Linked DNA regions of Mus musculus: regions 1, 2 and 4 are each linked to region 3. The links are chromatin contacts, called in public HiChIP or PLAC-seq and promoter capture Hi-C maps. All regions are on one chromosome and are shown on one strand. The core of a region is the stretch at or near the end of the contact, and the rest is flanking DNA. Distances in the headings are between cores, read along the strand shown. Region 1 holds the start of 4921507P07Rik (RIKEN cDNA 4921507P07 gene). Region 2 holds the start of Osbpl3 (oxysterol binding protein-like 3). Region 3 holds the start of Npy (neuropeptide Y). Region 4 has its middle 5.2 kb from the start of Gm38806.

The links. Promoter capture Hi-C pulls out the DNA fragments that hold promoters and counts their contacts. HiChIP or PLAC-seq counts read pairs in DNA pulled down with a chosen protein or histone mark.
Region 1: a contact with region 3 is called in a promoter capture Hi-C map of embryonic stem cells, with 3 times the contacts expected there. The contact joins the promoter of 4921507P07Rik here to the promoter of Npy in region 3. A contact is called at or near these places in 3 of 39 promoter capture datasets (cranial neural crest, embryonic stem cells and hippocampal neurons).
Region 2: an H3K4me3 HiChIP or PLAC-seq map of embryonic stem cells shows a contact between it and region 3, with 4 times the contacts expected there. The contact joins the promoter of Osbpl3 here to the promoter of Npy in region 3. A contact is called at or near these places in 2 of 115 datasets of contacts at active chromatin or transcription factors (embryonic stem cells and pancreatic cancer cells).
Region 4: a contact with region 3 is called in an H3K4me3 HiChIP or PLAC-seq map of bone marrow-derived macrophages, with 7 times the contacts expected there. The contact joins the enhancer-like site here to the promoter of Npy in region 3. A contact is called at or near these places in 8 of 39 promoter capture datasets (embryonic stem cells, hippocampal neurons, liver and 4 more), 5 of 484 Hi-C or Micro-C datasets (embryonic stem cells, macrophages, nephron progenitors and 1 more), 5 of 115 datasets of contacts at active chromatin or transcription factors (bone marrow-derived macrophages, embryonic forebrain, embryonic hindbrain and 2 more) and 1 of 9 other capture datasets (embryonic stem cells).

What each region holds. Positions count from the first base shown.
Region 1 is chr6:50,595,308-50,598,766 of GRCm38.p6, reverse strand. It overlaps 4921507P07Rik (RIKEN cDNA 4921507P07 gene), which reads left to right and starts at 2,177. Exons shown (of 10, transcript NM_027564.3): 1 at 2,177-2,324; 2 at 2,814-2,969. The coding sequence starts at 2,836.
Region 2 is chr6:50,454,608-50,458,052 of GRCm38.p6, reverse strand. It overlaps Osbpl3 (oxysterol binding protein-like 3), which reads left to right and starts at 1,699. Exons shown (of 24, transcript NM_001347213.1): 1 at 1,699-2,228.
Region 3 is chr6:49,820,669-49,824,453 of GRCm38.p6, reverse strand. It overlaps Npy (neuropeptide Y), which reads right to left and starts at 1,744. Exons shown (of 4, transcript NM_023456.3): 1 at 1,653-1,744; 2 at 669-856. The coding sequence starts at 856.
Region 4 is chr6:50,544,198-50,547,708 of GRCm38.p6, reverse strand. No RefSeq gene overlaps it. Among named protein-coding and RNA genes, the nearest start is that of Gm38806, 5.2 kb to the right of the region's middle. Within about 2 kb of position 1,873, at least 73 of the 459 cell types and tissues checked have an H3K27ac peak or open chromatin away from gene starts, as enhancers often do. A contact at or near this core is called in bone marrow-derived macrophages, macrophages and pancreatic cancer cells, where this site is marked.

The DNA.
Region 1 (3,459 bases), core at 928-3,427, 770 kb before region 3:
TAAAGAGAACAGCGCCCTCACTTCCAGCCTCACATCACTCCTTCCTGTTGCTTCACCTTTAATATTAAAAGGAGGAACGCTGTGAATTGGGTTCTCTGCCAGAGTGCTGCTCAGCAACTCAGCGGCAGCACATTTCCATGGTCAATGCAAGTTACACACTTCCTCTATGCAGCAGGCACATCCTTTAAAAGACCCTGGCCACCCAGATCTAGCTCTGTCTGTGTCTGCCCTGTCTGTTTTGTTCTGTCGCCTGGTCTCTTGTCTCTCTCGTGTCCCCACTCCGAGAAGGCATTTTGCTCGTCCTCCCCAGTAAGGCCCTCAGGCAATCTGTTCTGCAGCATGAATCCTCAGCACACCTTGGCCCCACACTTAATGGGTATTCCTGACACTTAAGGCTAATAGTGTTGGTGTTGTGCTCAGACTGTAAAAACCCCAAAGAGGCCACCAGGAATCACAACCTGCTGTAATCCCATGAGGGTCTTTATTCAAGCTCAAGCTCGGGCCACCAACCTTCCTGATGGAACAGGAAGGAGAGTAAACCCCCAGGTCTAAGCAAAGGGGGGTTATAAAGAAAAAAAACCGCAAGCGGGGTCTCCAAGCCTTGGCATTACACGAGGGGTAAAGGAATGCTGTCCTTCAAACCTGATAGCATTGGTTCAGACAGTGGGGCAGAGCCGCGCAGCTGGAAAGGGACCTTTGTGATCTGGGAAAAGAAACTTGTGCTATCAGAAGTTGGTGTATTTCTACAAACGTCACAGCTGTCTGGGGACACTTAATTGTCTCTTTTCCATAGTCCCAGAGTGGGCTTTTATCATTTCAAGGATATTAGCCTCTGCTTCCTTCAAGGGCAGGACCCTTCTGCACAGGAGAAATGTTGGTTGTTAATCAAAAGGGGGTGTGCATTTCAGTGATGTGGAGGCTAGACTATGCTGCTTTTCGTCTGTTCCCAAGGCTGGAATTTGCCCCCCTCCCCCCGCCCGAGAGTCATCAGGGGGAGGGAGTGTTAACTGTTCTGGCTCCTCGAAGAGTCAGGAGAGTGTAAGATCTGATATGCAGGTTTCCCTTGTCTCTTAATTGGAAATAATAAATTCAAAAGACCTTTGTAAACCAAGCAGTTTTTAATATTCAATTCTGCAGAAAGCAACATAAGCACTGAGAAAAGCCAAACACTGCTGCTGTACTGATTTGAAGAAAGATGATGGCTTTTCCCCTGATACCATGAAAGTCCAGCTCCCTTCCTGTAGGCCAGGGCTTGCACCCTTCCCAAATTCTTCATCCTGTTGGTTTATGGCAAGAGCTTTATCCATAATTTAGGACTTGAGAGTGTCCCTTTCTCTGATATAGTGTTCAATAGGCTACCAGTAGATCTCCAACTCTTCTGAGCTGTGAGAAGCTGGGTGAACCACCAGCTAGTAGAAAAGATACCTCCTTGCCTTGGGCTTTTCTGTAACTCTGACGAACTTAAGAGCACATCACACTGCAAACTGTAACAATCTGTTTTTTTTTGTTGTTGTTGTTTTTTGTTTTTTTTTTTTTACACAAAGATCTTCTCTCTCTCCTTCCCAGGACCAGAGCTTTTGTTTCCCTCACACCTTGAGAAAGCATGCTCACCCACCCAACTTAGGGCAACTGTAGATCAGATAGTCTGCCAAGCCAGCGCCGCCAGAGGGCGCCTGAGGTCAGCCTATGGCGGGGCGTGAGGCAGCGGAGCCGGAGCGGGGCCTAGGACTGGACTGGTGCCCTCAGGAGGTGGGGCGAGGGAGGGAAGAGGTGGGACTTGGGTAGAAGGGCGGGACCAGGCCTGAAGGAAAAAGGCCCCAGGGACCGCGAAGAGAGGCGGGTGGGCGGGGCCTGAGAAGGGGGCGGGGCGCAGGGGCGGGGCCGAGTCTGTAGTTGAGCGCCTCTGGCACATGCAGGAGTTTAAAGGCGCTAAGACTCCGGGGCCAGGCATGAGGTTGAAGCGGAAACGCGGCGGTTCCACCTTTCCCCTAGCCACAAAGCCCTCTTTCCTCACTTCCGGCTTCTCTTCCAATTCTGGTGGTCTAAGATCCTCTGAAGGGCTCCCCGCCACACGTCGGCCAGCGCCCCACCCTCAGGATGTGTTACCTAGTGCGCGGTCACCGCCGCCGTCACAGGCAGCCTCAACCCCGCCCCGGCCTGCCCGCAGCCCTCTGGCCTTCTTCCCCCGCACCTGCCCGCACGCTCCCGGGGCCCGCAGGTGCGGAAGACCACGAAATTCCACGCCCCGCGGAGAGGAGACCCACCAGATCCCGAGACAAGAAAGGGAGACGCGGTCGGGCAGCGCTCCGGGGCAGATGTGTCAGGTGCGTGCGACCCCTGGCTGCACGGCTTCTAGGGACCGGAGTCCTCCGAAGGGACGGGCTTCTCTCCAGCGCTCTGGGGAACCCAATGTCCCCCATGAGGACAGAGGTGCGCACCACCCAGTTTAACTGCCTGAGAAACAGAATTGCAGAGCCTTGAGAGGAAGGGCTCTTGACCTGTTAATGACGAGTCTCCCTGCTTAGAAAGGCCCCCGCGCTAGAAGTTACCTGATTGTTCTTGAATATTGTTACATTTGAGGTGAGACATGAATTGTTTCACAATGTGTTCATCTTCCACTCTGCAGGTTTGCTTCAGTTTATCTCCACAGGTTTGACAGCATCCACAGACCCTCACAGCCAGTAAGAAAATAAGCCTCTGGTTTTTGTGCATCGATGAGTTGAATTTTGCCAGCAGAAACTGTTTCCTGTCCGGTCTAACCAAGGCAGTTTACAAGTCCAAATTTTCATTTTTATCTATTTACTTATCTCCAGACTAACATTTTAGGCAAGAAGCATGGAGGTAATTCACGGCAGGCCCCACTGCTGCAGGAACCTTGAAGGAGCTGACATTCTGTCAAACACCTTTTACTCTAACGGACTGCACACCCCGTACGAAACAACTATTCGGCCAACTGCTTCACAAGCCAGGTAAAACAAAAGTTAGAAAAACGCAGGAGAAAGATGTCGTTGCATTCGTGACTTTTTCTATAACACACACACACGTGAGCACTCCCATATATCACATGAAGGAGAAGGCAAAGCATGAGTAAACTACATGGTTAATCTGTTAAAACTGGAAAAGGGCTGTAGGCTATAACAAGGGAGGCATATTCTTCCACTGCATTCTACAAGTGTGTGTGTGTGTGTGTGTGTGTGTTTTGCTAGGGACTGAGTCCAGACCATGCCTGCAAGGCAAACACTACCACCAACCTACCTTTCCAGCCCTGTTCTAGAACCCTAGGATGGCCCCTTCCTTCACTTGGAGAGTGTTTTAATAGAGCACTACGGTACTAACAGCCTGCCCACCAACACCTTCTGCCAAGAAAGAATCCCAGAGTTGGTGGCAAACATGATGCTGTGTTTTGTTGTAGACCTTTCGCTCCTCATGACAGCCATGAATAGAGTAGAACTGTTACCC
Region 2 (3,445 bases), core at 450-2,949, 630 kb before region 3:
ACAGTCAGCTTGGAAGAAACTTAAGAAAAATCCAAGGACAGGATGCCAGCTTAAACAATAAAACCATAGCTTTCTGTCCAGCCTTGGCTACTAGGCCATTTGGTACAGGCTACCACCTCGTTGTGTTCCAGGTAACTATGAATTAGGCTCAGCACAATATGTGTATGTATATAGTTATGTGATTGTGTAATCTGGCGTGTGAACTTTGGAGACGATAAACACCATTTACAAAGTCCAAAGGTTGGATTTGCCTGTAGCAAAAACATTTCTGTGGGATAAAAGGCATGTATTCGGTAGAAAAGCTGGCCTGGATGCAACAAGATGATTTGGAGTAGGGAGGGGAAAAAAAGTGAGTGTGACTCAGGCACCTGAGCTGGGCGTGGGCAAGGTGCCTCAGGCCTGCTCCTCGGTGCTCCTTCCGGTTTGGTGTAGTTTAGGAAGCCCTGCATCATTTATATAGGGATTGCCGAGTGCTAGGGCTCACAGCATCAAGAAAATCTGCTTTCTTCGTCAAACTTCCCCGGCCACCTGGCAGAGCCAAAGACAGTTCCAGAGAGTGTATCCGTGGAAGGTTCCAGAAAGTGAATATCCAAACCTAGTGAATGAAACATGGTTTATACAGATGTGAGAAAGAGCCTCAGAGACGTTCATACAGGGTCAGCCTGACAACGGTCAGCCGCTGGTGGAGGCATGTACTTGGCACTCTGGAACATCTAGAGTGTCAGCAGCTGAGCCAAAGGAGCCAACATGCCCAGTTCGGTGAGGCAGGCCAGATGGATCTTAAAGGGGTTAAATACATCTGCAGTTCCTAGTGCCCAGAAAGCGTTTCCTGAGCCTGAGAGCTGCTGAGTCCTTCCTGCTATGGGAGCCTATTTGAGAACCTCCTCCCAGAGGACTTCAGGGGCCTGAGCTTCTTCCATCACCCCTTCGGAGGCTCTCTGCATGGCGCTCTCTGTGCTAACAGTTCACCAATGTTTTCCTGATTATTCACATATATATATATATATATACTCTCTTTGGTTTATCGTCTGCGTCCTCTCTAAAATGTAGGTTCTGAGAGGGCAGAAACCCGGTGTGCCTTTACCGCAGGTGCAGGATCACATCTGTTCCTGGCATTCATCATTCCCTGCCCACCGGGCCACCTGCGGCGCTGGACTCATGTGCGGTTTGCAAATTGACCTCAAATTATCAGTGGCTGACATCCAAGCTAGGATTCTGGCAAGTGGGCGGTGAAGTCGGATGGGCCTGGACATCTAGCCAGATGCTCCTGCGTTTCGATCGCAAACTACACTGCATCTTCTTTCCTAACCTATGGACGGGAACTGTAACAACAACAACAACAACAACAACAACAACAACAACACCTTTCTCCCTTCCTGCCTCCTCTGTAACCCTATACCAATCTGGACAACTGCTTCTGGGGGCCAGGTCCCCAAAGTCCGAACCAGTTTCTAATATCTTGTGTCTAACCCTTGGCTCACCACATATTTCCCCCTTATTTATTCTCAGCTCTTTTCAGTGTTCAAGTGATTATTGTCCGTTGGACTACTTTAGTCCCCTGGAATCTTCTCCTTAAAACAGCTCCTTTCGCGCGAACCTCAACTTCCTCCTAAGTCATTCACTAAATATTTATTGAAAGCCTAAGGGGCACACACTACTCTAAGGATGCTGGGAGCCGCTGCCCCGCCCAGCCACACCTACCATCACTCTCCACCGCTCCACACGCCCTGAACCCTGGCTGGCGTCACGGAATCCGCCTGCAGCTTCCAAGTCCAACGCCTCACCGCCTTCCCCCGATGACTCCTGATTGGTGGGAGTGGGAGCCACTCTGCTGCCCCCCCTCCACCGCCCTTTTCACGTTATTCCGCCCAGTGGAGAACTCAGGCTCCTCCTCTTAGCTCCCTCCCCTCGCTCCAGCTCTTCAGCTAATTGCCCGGCAGCGCGCGCCCTAAAGTTCTAGGCGAAGTATTGAGAACTGGTCGCGGGGATCGCACACCGGCCAGTAGCAGGGGACCAGGGACCCCGGCACCAGGAGAGCTGGTGCACTGCGCGGGCTCTCGCCCACCATCTGTCTGCGAGCAGCGCTCGGCGCCCCAGTCTCCTGCGGCTGGTGCTGGAACTGCCGTCGGCTGAGACTTGCAGGGACCCGAGAAGCCCGGTTTGCGTCCTTCTCGGTCTGAAGCACGCACTGGGGAATCGAGAAGCGTCCCCAGCAGCGGAACACTTAGGTGAGCAACAGGGCGTCCGCCCGCCTGGGGTTGAGCTGTGGTGGAGGCCCCGAGAAGGCTCGGGGACGCAGCCATTCTCTATGGTTCAGACTGTGTCTGTGGTGGTCCCGGGAAGCCCGGGTCCACGGGGCAGCCCTGAGACTAGGAGGTCGTCTGTCGTGTAAGCGCCAGTTTTCTGGGAGGAAGCACTCTGGTGCTGCTCACCCTGGAGCTGTGCCCCTCGAGTTACAGCCTGGCGGGGATGGACCCGGAGAAGGAGCGGATCTCAGGAGCCTGCGTGCGGGTGCATGAGGATGCCGCGTAGAGGAGCTGTCCCGGCACAGCCTGGCGCTGTGACGGGCTGGAGGCACAGGAAACCTGCTTAATTCTGCCAGGAGGAAGGCTTTACTACACCCTCGAGCTTGGGGCCCTGCGGTGCAGGCACCTCGCTCTTCGGCCTCCCCAGTCAGGTCACACCGCTCCACAGTGTCTGCACTGGGACCGAGAGCACCCTTCCCTTGGGGCTTCAAGCACTCAGCGGGTGATTGGTGCCTCTGGCGTCTCCCGTGGCATTGTCTTGTGTCCTTCAGACACTTCTTAACCAGCCGCGCGCCTCCCAGACTGTTGGAGCTGAGAGGGACATAAAGTTGTCTCTCACCTTGTGTCAGGGAACGGGGCTGGGGCATTGGAGTCCCCTCCGATGTCGCAGTGCCCTAGGAATCTGATTACTTGATGAGATCGTTTGGGTAGTGTATTTTATTTACACTGTAGCTGCAGAAGATGGTTTCAGAGATAGGTAAGCATAGCTCTGACTTTGGGTCATCCACACTCAACACTCTAAGCATCATACAAGGTGAGGACCTCCTTTTGGCCTCCAGAAACCTTCAGACAGATTGCAGTGCATCCAGGCTAAATGTCCATTCTGTCCATCAACTCCACACTGCCCTGTTTGCAGCTCTTCACAGAGCCTAAAGCTGTCTGGAATCATCTGCTTGTTTTTCCATCTGCCAGCCTTCTTCCGCTGCTAGGATGCGAAGTCCTGGGAAAGCAGAGACCAGGTCCTATTTCTCGGTCGGTCCATCCTCAGTGTGGAGAAGGCAGCTCTCCACACTGCAGCCTCACACTACACATTTATGGAATGAGTAAATGTTAACTTCTTCATAATCTGAGACTATTGATTTCATGGCTGGTTTGGATTTTCATCTTTTTCCTTTTTTATCGGAAAAATTAATAAATGG
Region 3 (3,785 bases), core at 495-2,994:
CTCTCAGGTCCCAGGCAGTTGGAGCTGTAGCCATCAGAGTCCCTAATGTAAAGGCTTTGTTCTCTTTTGTTTCTTCTTAATGGGGCACTTTCTTTTCAGAACTCAGTTGCTATAAAATGGGAAAAGTCAGCCTTTTTATTAGTTCAGAAGAAGCCCATGGTATTTATTTATTTATTTATTTATTTATTTATTTCCCTAAATGCAGCCACTCCCTTTGCCCTGGGCAGGCTCAAAGATCTCTCCACCCTTTTGACAGCTGGATTGTGTCCTTGGTTTTCTTTGACTGTGGTTGTTTACTCTAAATCAGGGTTCCTCTTCTCCCTACACCTTTACACTTCTGCACCCCTGCCCAATGCAGGCCTTTCCCCCGAGATATGTGCTGGGTAAATCTCCAACTGATGTAAGCAAAAAAGGCAGGAAAGGTAAGTGGCAGACAGAGGACAGCCTAGAGGCACTGAACCTTGGGCTTGGGTCTTGGAGAGAAAGTCTAGTGACAAAGACAATGTATCCAGTTTGTGGAGTGTGTACCCAGCTCACATATTTATCTAGAGCTGAATTTATGTCTGATCCTGCCCTATGAACAAGGAGAAAGAAATGATCCCTGATGTCCAAGATCTCCAGAACCGCAAGTTTTCCCGGCTCTAGGTACCAGCCGCGTATGCACCCACCTCTGTCTGGTGATGAGATTGATGTAGTGTCGCAGAGCGGAGTAGTATCTGGCCATGTCCTCTGCTGGCGCGTCCTCGCCCGGATTGTCCGGCTTGGAGGGGTACCCCTCAGCCAGAATGCCCAAACACACGAGCAGAGATAGAGCGAGGGTCAGTCCACACAGCCCCATTCGCTTGTTACCTAGCATCTGTGGATACAGAAGGCTCAGACTTGGAGATGCTGAGATTGCTCGTCTTTGTCCCAATTCCAGCTATCACTCTAGACCCTCATCTAATCCCATCCCAGACCCTAGAATAAAAGCCCAGACTGGGCAGGCGCCACTTCCAAATCTTTAGAAGACCACTTGCCCCGACCTGGATCTTCTGCCCCGTCCACATATTTCAGAAAACTTCCTCCGATTCTCCTGGTGAGAGGCAGAGGTCCCCTTTTCAGAACAGAATTGGAAGTTCTGCCCTCTATCTTAAAGAATGACCACTTTTCTCCTCTCGTTCCTAAATCACCCTTGGAGGAGAAAACTTTTCTTCTGGGTTGCTTTTGATTTGTGTGGCTACAAGCGCTGTGACAGTCGGATACCCAGAGGCTCAGTTCGGATTTTGGAGGCAACAGAGCTCACCGTGCTAGAGACAATACTTGGGGGAATCTCCCACTAGGAGCACACATGCAATCTGGGTTCCTGGTTGTAACCAACCAACCAACCAAACAAACAAACAACCAAACAAAACCCCACCGCTGCCCTGGGATAGGTGTTCCCAGGTTCTTCTCCCTACCCTCAAAAGATAAGAGGCACGGAGGCGGGGCGCCCAGATTGGAGGGTCCCGGGGAAGGGCAGGTGGACAGTAGAACCTGAGTCCAGCAAGTGAAATTTAGGCGCCCCAAAGAGCTGGGTGTCAAGCTGGCAGAGCAAGCTCAGGGGACCGGCTGCGGGGCAAGTTCACTGGCGTCTGGGAGCCCGCGCCCCTGTCCCAGTTGATCCTGGCACTCACCGTGGCGGGCGGGCAGTCGTCGCTGAGCGGCGGGTGCTCTGCTCTGGGTGCCTCTGTGAGAGAAGAGATCCACCGGTGGGATGCGGAGAGCGGGTCGCCCACAGGCTTTTATGGAGCGCCCTTGTCGCGGCAGGAGGGGCCTCGGGGGCAGTCACGCCCGGGTGACTCCCACAGCCACTTCCCGCCCCCAGCGGCGGGGGAGGAGGCTGGAGCCACTGCCGCTCGAGTGGCGGCGTCTGGAGCCACCCACACCCCAATTCTAAGCGGCCCGCTCTGCGGGGAGAAGGGAACAGTCAAGAGTGAGCACCCTCGGAGCCCTCTCTCTATCCCCGACCGTCGAGTCCCGCTAGGGAGATGAAGCGGGACCGCTTAGGTTGCCTGTCGCGGGAATTGTCAGCTCTCTGCGTGCGGGTCTGTAGGGACCTGAATATTCTACTTGGGGAGCATATCTGGGGCCCGCGGGATAACTGCGCGCTCTGGGAGGGAGGCAGGCGAGCGAGGTTTTTCCCGCTCCCGGTGCAGGTGTGCGGGACCGCAAGGTCCCAGTGGCTTCCATAGACCCATTGGATCTACTGGTCTCCCCAAAAGGTGGGCCCTCCCCCAAGCACTCTCCCCAACGCTGCTAGCCGGGTTCGGCCTCAGCCAGAAACTCCCCGAGGCTGCCACTGGGAGCCCGCGGTCCATGAGCTTCTGTATCTAGAGTGGAAAGTGGCGGCGATTCGCACCCCTGTCTGTAAACCCTGTGAAGTCCCGAGTGAGCTTGGTTAGCGTCTGAATGAGCACTTGCTTTCAGATTGAAATGGAGCAGATTAAAAAACCAACACCAGTGTGCTTGTCGCGTTAAACTTGTTGAATAAATATGAACGATATTGAAGTTATGTTTACCAGATAGGGATTTTTACAAGGTACGCTTGAGTAAGTGCCCCTGGAAGTTTGAATCTAAGTGAAATGGTCCATTGCTAAAGTGGAATTTACGCGTTATTTTAAAGCTAAACTAAATGATTTCGTTTGAGTGTCACTTTGCGGGTTGTTTAAATAGTGCTAAATTGACTACTAATAAGAGGGAGAGAGGGAGGGAGGGAGAGAGGGAGGGAGGGAGGGAGGAAGAGAGAGAGAGAGAGTGAGAGAGAGAGAGAGAGAGAGAGAGAGAGAGAGAGAGAGAGAGAGAGACTATGTGATCGAATGATAAACCAGAACAACAATATCCCTCGCAGCTGGAAGACTTCACTTTCCCTACGTCAGAAACCTGCACCAGGGCCACAAACACTGAGCTGTCAGGGCTGCTTTTGTGCCCACATGAGGACATTTGATAAAAGGCAAAGCATCTAACAAGTCCTCTCTGATAAGGAGGAAGGCACACACTACTGTTCAATAATGTAATTATATTTTTGTAGTGAATCAGAGATTCACATCAGTTGAAGCCTGGATTTAGCAGGAGTCACAGGATCTCGGAGAAAGTACACCTTAGGGCGCGAGGGAGGGGCACCACTTTTGAGCAGGGACTCTGGGAATCTGATTCACTTCCTTTATAATGTCGGTGCTTGAAAACAAGAACTTTTCCCATCAGCATTTGGAAAATAAAGTCAAGGGAGGGTGTGCCCAGGATGTCACACTGTTCTCTTCCTTGTTGTCCAAGCTGCATCATCTGGCCTTGAGCTCTCAACATTCTGCTGATACCACTCCATCAATTAACTCCTTTGGTGGCTTCCTGAAATCATTGGTAGCTCATAGAAACAACCTCTCCCCCAACAAACAAAATCAAACGTCATTCAAAGCAGCAGTGTCCTAGCTGCTGGCTCTCTCCTTTGTTCCAAAGTCAACTTCATTGACTTTTTATTTATATGCGTGATCATTCATTGTAATAGCTTTTCTAAACTATCAATAAAATATACTAAGAAGCTTCGGATGTTTGAAAGATTCCCTTGGATACACATTCACGAATCCATAAAGAACATAGGTTCATCACCTCCTGGACTTTTGACATCCCTCTGACAGTGCCCTCTCCTGCTACTCCCGGTTCCCTTCCTCCATGGGTCTGTCTCCTGACATACAGAGTTGTTTGCATATCTAGCCCAGCTCCACAATAGCTTCTCATCTGTGCTTTTAATTTTTTTTAATCCAACACCCTTAAGC
Region 4 (3,511 bases), core at 624-3,123, 720 kb before region 3:
TGGTTGGGGCATCTTCTGGATATATGCCCAGAAGAGATATTGCTGGATCTTCCGGTAGTACTATGTCCAATTTTCTGAGGAACCGCCAGATTGATTTCCAGAGTGGTTGTACAAGCTTGCAATCAGGAAGGGGATTTTGAACCAAATTGCTTCATAGGTAGCAAGGTCCTCATACCTGTTCTAATCAATAGCAAACTCTTTCTCAAAACCAGCCTATGGCCCACTTCCCTTGGCTAGGACTCTCGGGCACTCTCTCCTAAGCAGCAGCCCATGGAGTTTTGGGGCCTTCTGAGTGACATAATCAACAAAAGCTTTCCTGGAGGTTCCAGCTACTGGTGGTGATTCCCGCTATCTGAAGGGAGAATCGGAAGAGTTGTATGACCGTGTATGATCTTGTATGACTGTGTATGATCTCGAATCCTGTTCAGCAAATCCTGGGTACTTATTCGGGACTTAACATTGAGCAAAGGCATAAATGCCCTGTTGTTTTGTTGTCAGCCATTGTGAGACTGTGGAAGTTGTGATTCTCTCTTTCCTCACAGTTGGTTCCCTGCCTTTGACTGAAAACCCTCCCTTTGTTTGTTTCCCAGTGGTGGTTAGAACTGTGGAAGTTTGGTTTTAGATGATGGCTCACCAGAATGTGTTCTCCCTCCTCTCAGAGTCTTCCAGGGCCACACCTTTACGTAACCAAGTGACTCGTGCCATCCTGATTCGGCCTGTGTGTGCTATATTTGCCTTATATCTTTCCATAGATTCTAAGCAAGCCAGTACACTGCATACTTCACACAGGTTATCTCACTTAGTCCTCCTAACAGCCCTACCAGTTAGGTATTGGTACTGTTTTACAGCTTGGAAATCAGAGCTTGAGAAGGTAAATAGTGGCCAGGTTTGTAGAGTATGGGCACAGAGGCTTAAGGCTGATGTTGGTGTCCATGGATTTTGGACCCATCTCCGATGAGTCATTCCCAGCTTCGTGGAGGACACATATCACTTGGGGAACACATAAGAGTAAAATCTGTGCCTACCTCTTGTCCACTGCCTCCTGCAGTGCCTATTTTGTCTAAGGCAAGTGACTAACTGGGTTCTCTCTGGTTACATAAGCCATCAACATCCATAACATATATTTTATAATAATTTATTTTTTATTCACTTTATATCCCAATCACAGCTCCCCTCCTCTCTTTTCAGTCTCACTCTTACAAATCCCTCCCCCCATTGCTTCTTACCCCTTTCCTCAGAGATGGGGAGCCCCCCTTGGGTACCACTCTACCCTGGGACATCCAGTCCCAGCAGGACTAGGCACATCCTCTCCCAATGAGGCCCAACGGGGCAGCCCAGGTAGGGGAAGGGGATCCAATGGCAGGGAACAGAGACGGAGACTCCCCCCACTGCACTTGTTAGGGGGCCCATATGAAGACCAAGCTGAACATTTGCTACGAATGTGTGGGATGGTCTAGGCCAAGCCCCTGCCTGCTCCCTGGCTAGTGACAGTCTCTGTGAGTCCACATGGTCCCAGGTTAGTTGACTCTGTAGGTCTTCTCCAGCAGCATATTTTTAAAGGTGTATTTTATTTTTTACATTATGTGTGTGAGTTGCACGGGAGCAGGGGGCTGCACATGGTTGCAGGTGTCTGTGGAATCCAGAGACATTCGGTCCTCCTTGGAAATCTATAAAGTATATTTAACCTTAGACCATTATCATAATGCATAAGGACCTGGGCACTCCAGAAGGAATAAACAAAGAAAGGTCAAGTGTTGGAGAGAGTAAGGTTAAAGAAAAAAGAGAATTTTGTGGGTTTGTCACCCGGAAGCTGGATATCTGAACACGTGATTCTGAGGGTGACAGTAACCTTTGGAAACTAGAGGCCAAATCCCCACCCTTCCGGTAACAGTAACAGTGCTTGGTTCTCTGTGGTCACACGGGGTGAAGACTGACAGACGTGTTTGACTTAATGCTCTACGATGTCTTTGCAAAGTAACTGATTAAAAAAAAAAACTAATAAAATGAAAATTGAAATCTCAAAACAAAACAAAAATCCCTTGGAAGTCATAGAAAGCCCCTGTGCTTGGCCTCCTAGTGAACACAAGAGGGCGCTAGGCTCACATGATTCACTGGCTGCCTATGAACACACTAGACACATTACTTAAAAGGCATTTCTTAAACGTTGCACGTGCTGAACCAACAGATTGCTTCACACTGTAATCTCCACCCCTTGTGTAGTAACTGTCATCTCAGTTAATTTTATGGGTCTCAAAGGCTTGCCCGTCCATAGAATGAGGAATTATATACCTAAAAACAAAACCCAGAAGTTTTGTCAGGTATGAGGATCTGAAAGAAGAGTTGCAAAAGCAACTTTTTTCTGGTGAAACCTCCCAACAGCTTAAGAGGAAGGGGCTTTGGCGAAGATTTCAAGTGTTATAATTCTGTAGGACACACGCTGTCTGAGCTGGACATCGCTAACCCTTCTAACTCCCCAGCTGGTTCCAGACTCACAAAGCTCACTCCCATGATTCCTCAGCTTCTCACGGGGGCGGGGCTGTCTGTGTCAATGTCAAGGAGCATTGGGGGGGGGGGGGGGTCTAACTAATAATTCTGTTTTTTTGTGGTACAATAAAGAAGAAAATCGGATAAATAAACACATGGTGGTAGCTACAGTTCTTATTTTAGGAAAGTTATTAGACAGAGGAGTGTTACATACCATTCAGATTTTACATCGTTATCTGGAGAAGGCATTAAAATGAAAAGGGTAGAGCTGGGGAACAATGGAAATTAGGGTTTTGCCATGAGTTTGAGACGGGGGTTGTTTGTAGGAGTGGACACTGGCAATGAAGGACAGACAGGCCTGATTTGTTACACAGGAAGGATCAGAGATGAAGATGCTGGGTTAGGACCCACTGGCAAGGAGAACTTTGACATGGATGTACTCACTAAGAATAGAACATTAGTACTCTTCTAGTTGCTATGACAGGACACCTGACAAAAGCATCTTAAGGAAGGTGGGGTTTACAGTTTGAGGGCACAGTATATTCCAGCAGCGGCGGGGTGGGGGGCCAGTTGCTTGCATGGTACCTGGAGTCAGGAAGCAGCGATGGATGGGGGCACTCACCTTGCTTTCCCCAACCCCTGGTAGAATGGCACACACATCTAGGGTGGGTCTTCCCTCCTTGGTCAACCCCATCCTCACGGAATCACAGACTCACCTAGGATCTTGTCTCTTCAGTGGCTCAAGATCGTGTCAACTTGACAGTGAGTGTTAACCATCAGATGAGGTCAGCATAGAGAAAGAAGGTTTGAGGGACAGCCTTACGGGCCTAGAAAGTCTCAAGAGGGACAGGTGTATCCGATACCACACCACTGTCTAGGGAAGACAGCAATCCTAGTGTTACATACTGCAGAGAGAAACATGACAAGCACCAGAAGTTGTAACCAGAGAAACCTCTGGCTACATTCAAGAGAGTATGCTCCAGCAGGAAAACCTAAGAGTGTTCCGGTGGATAGACTTGAACACCTT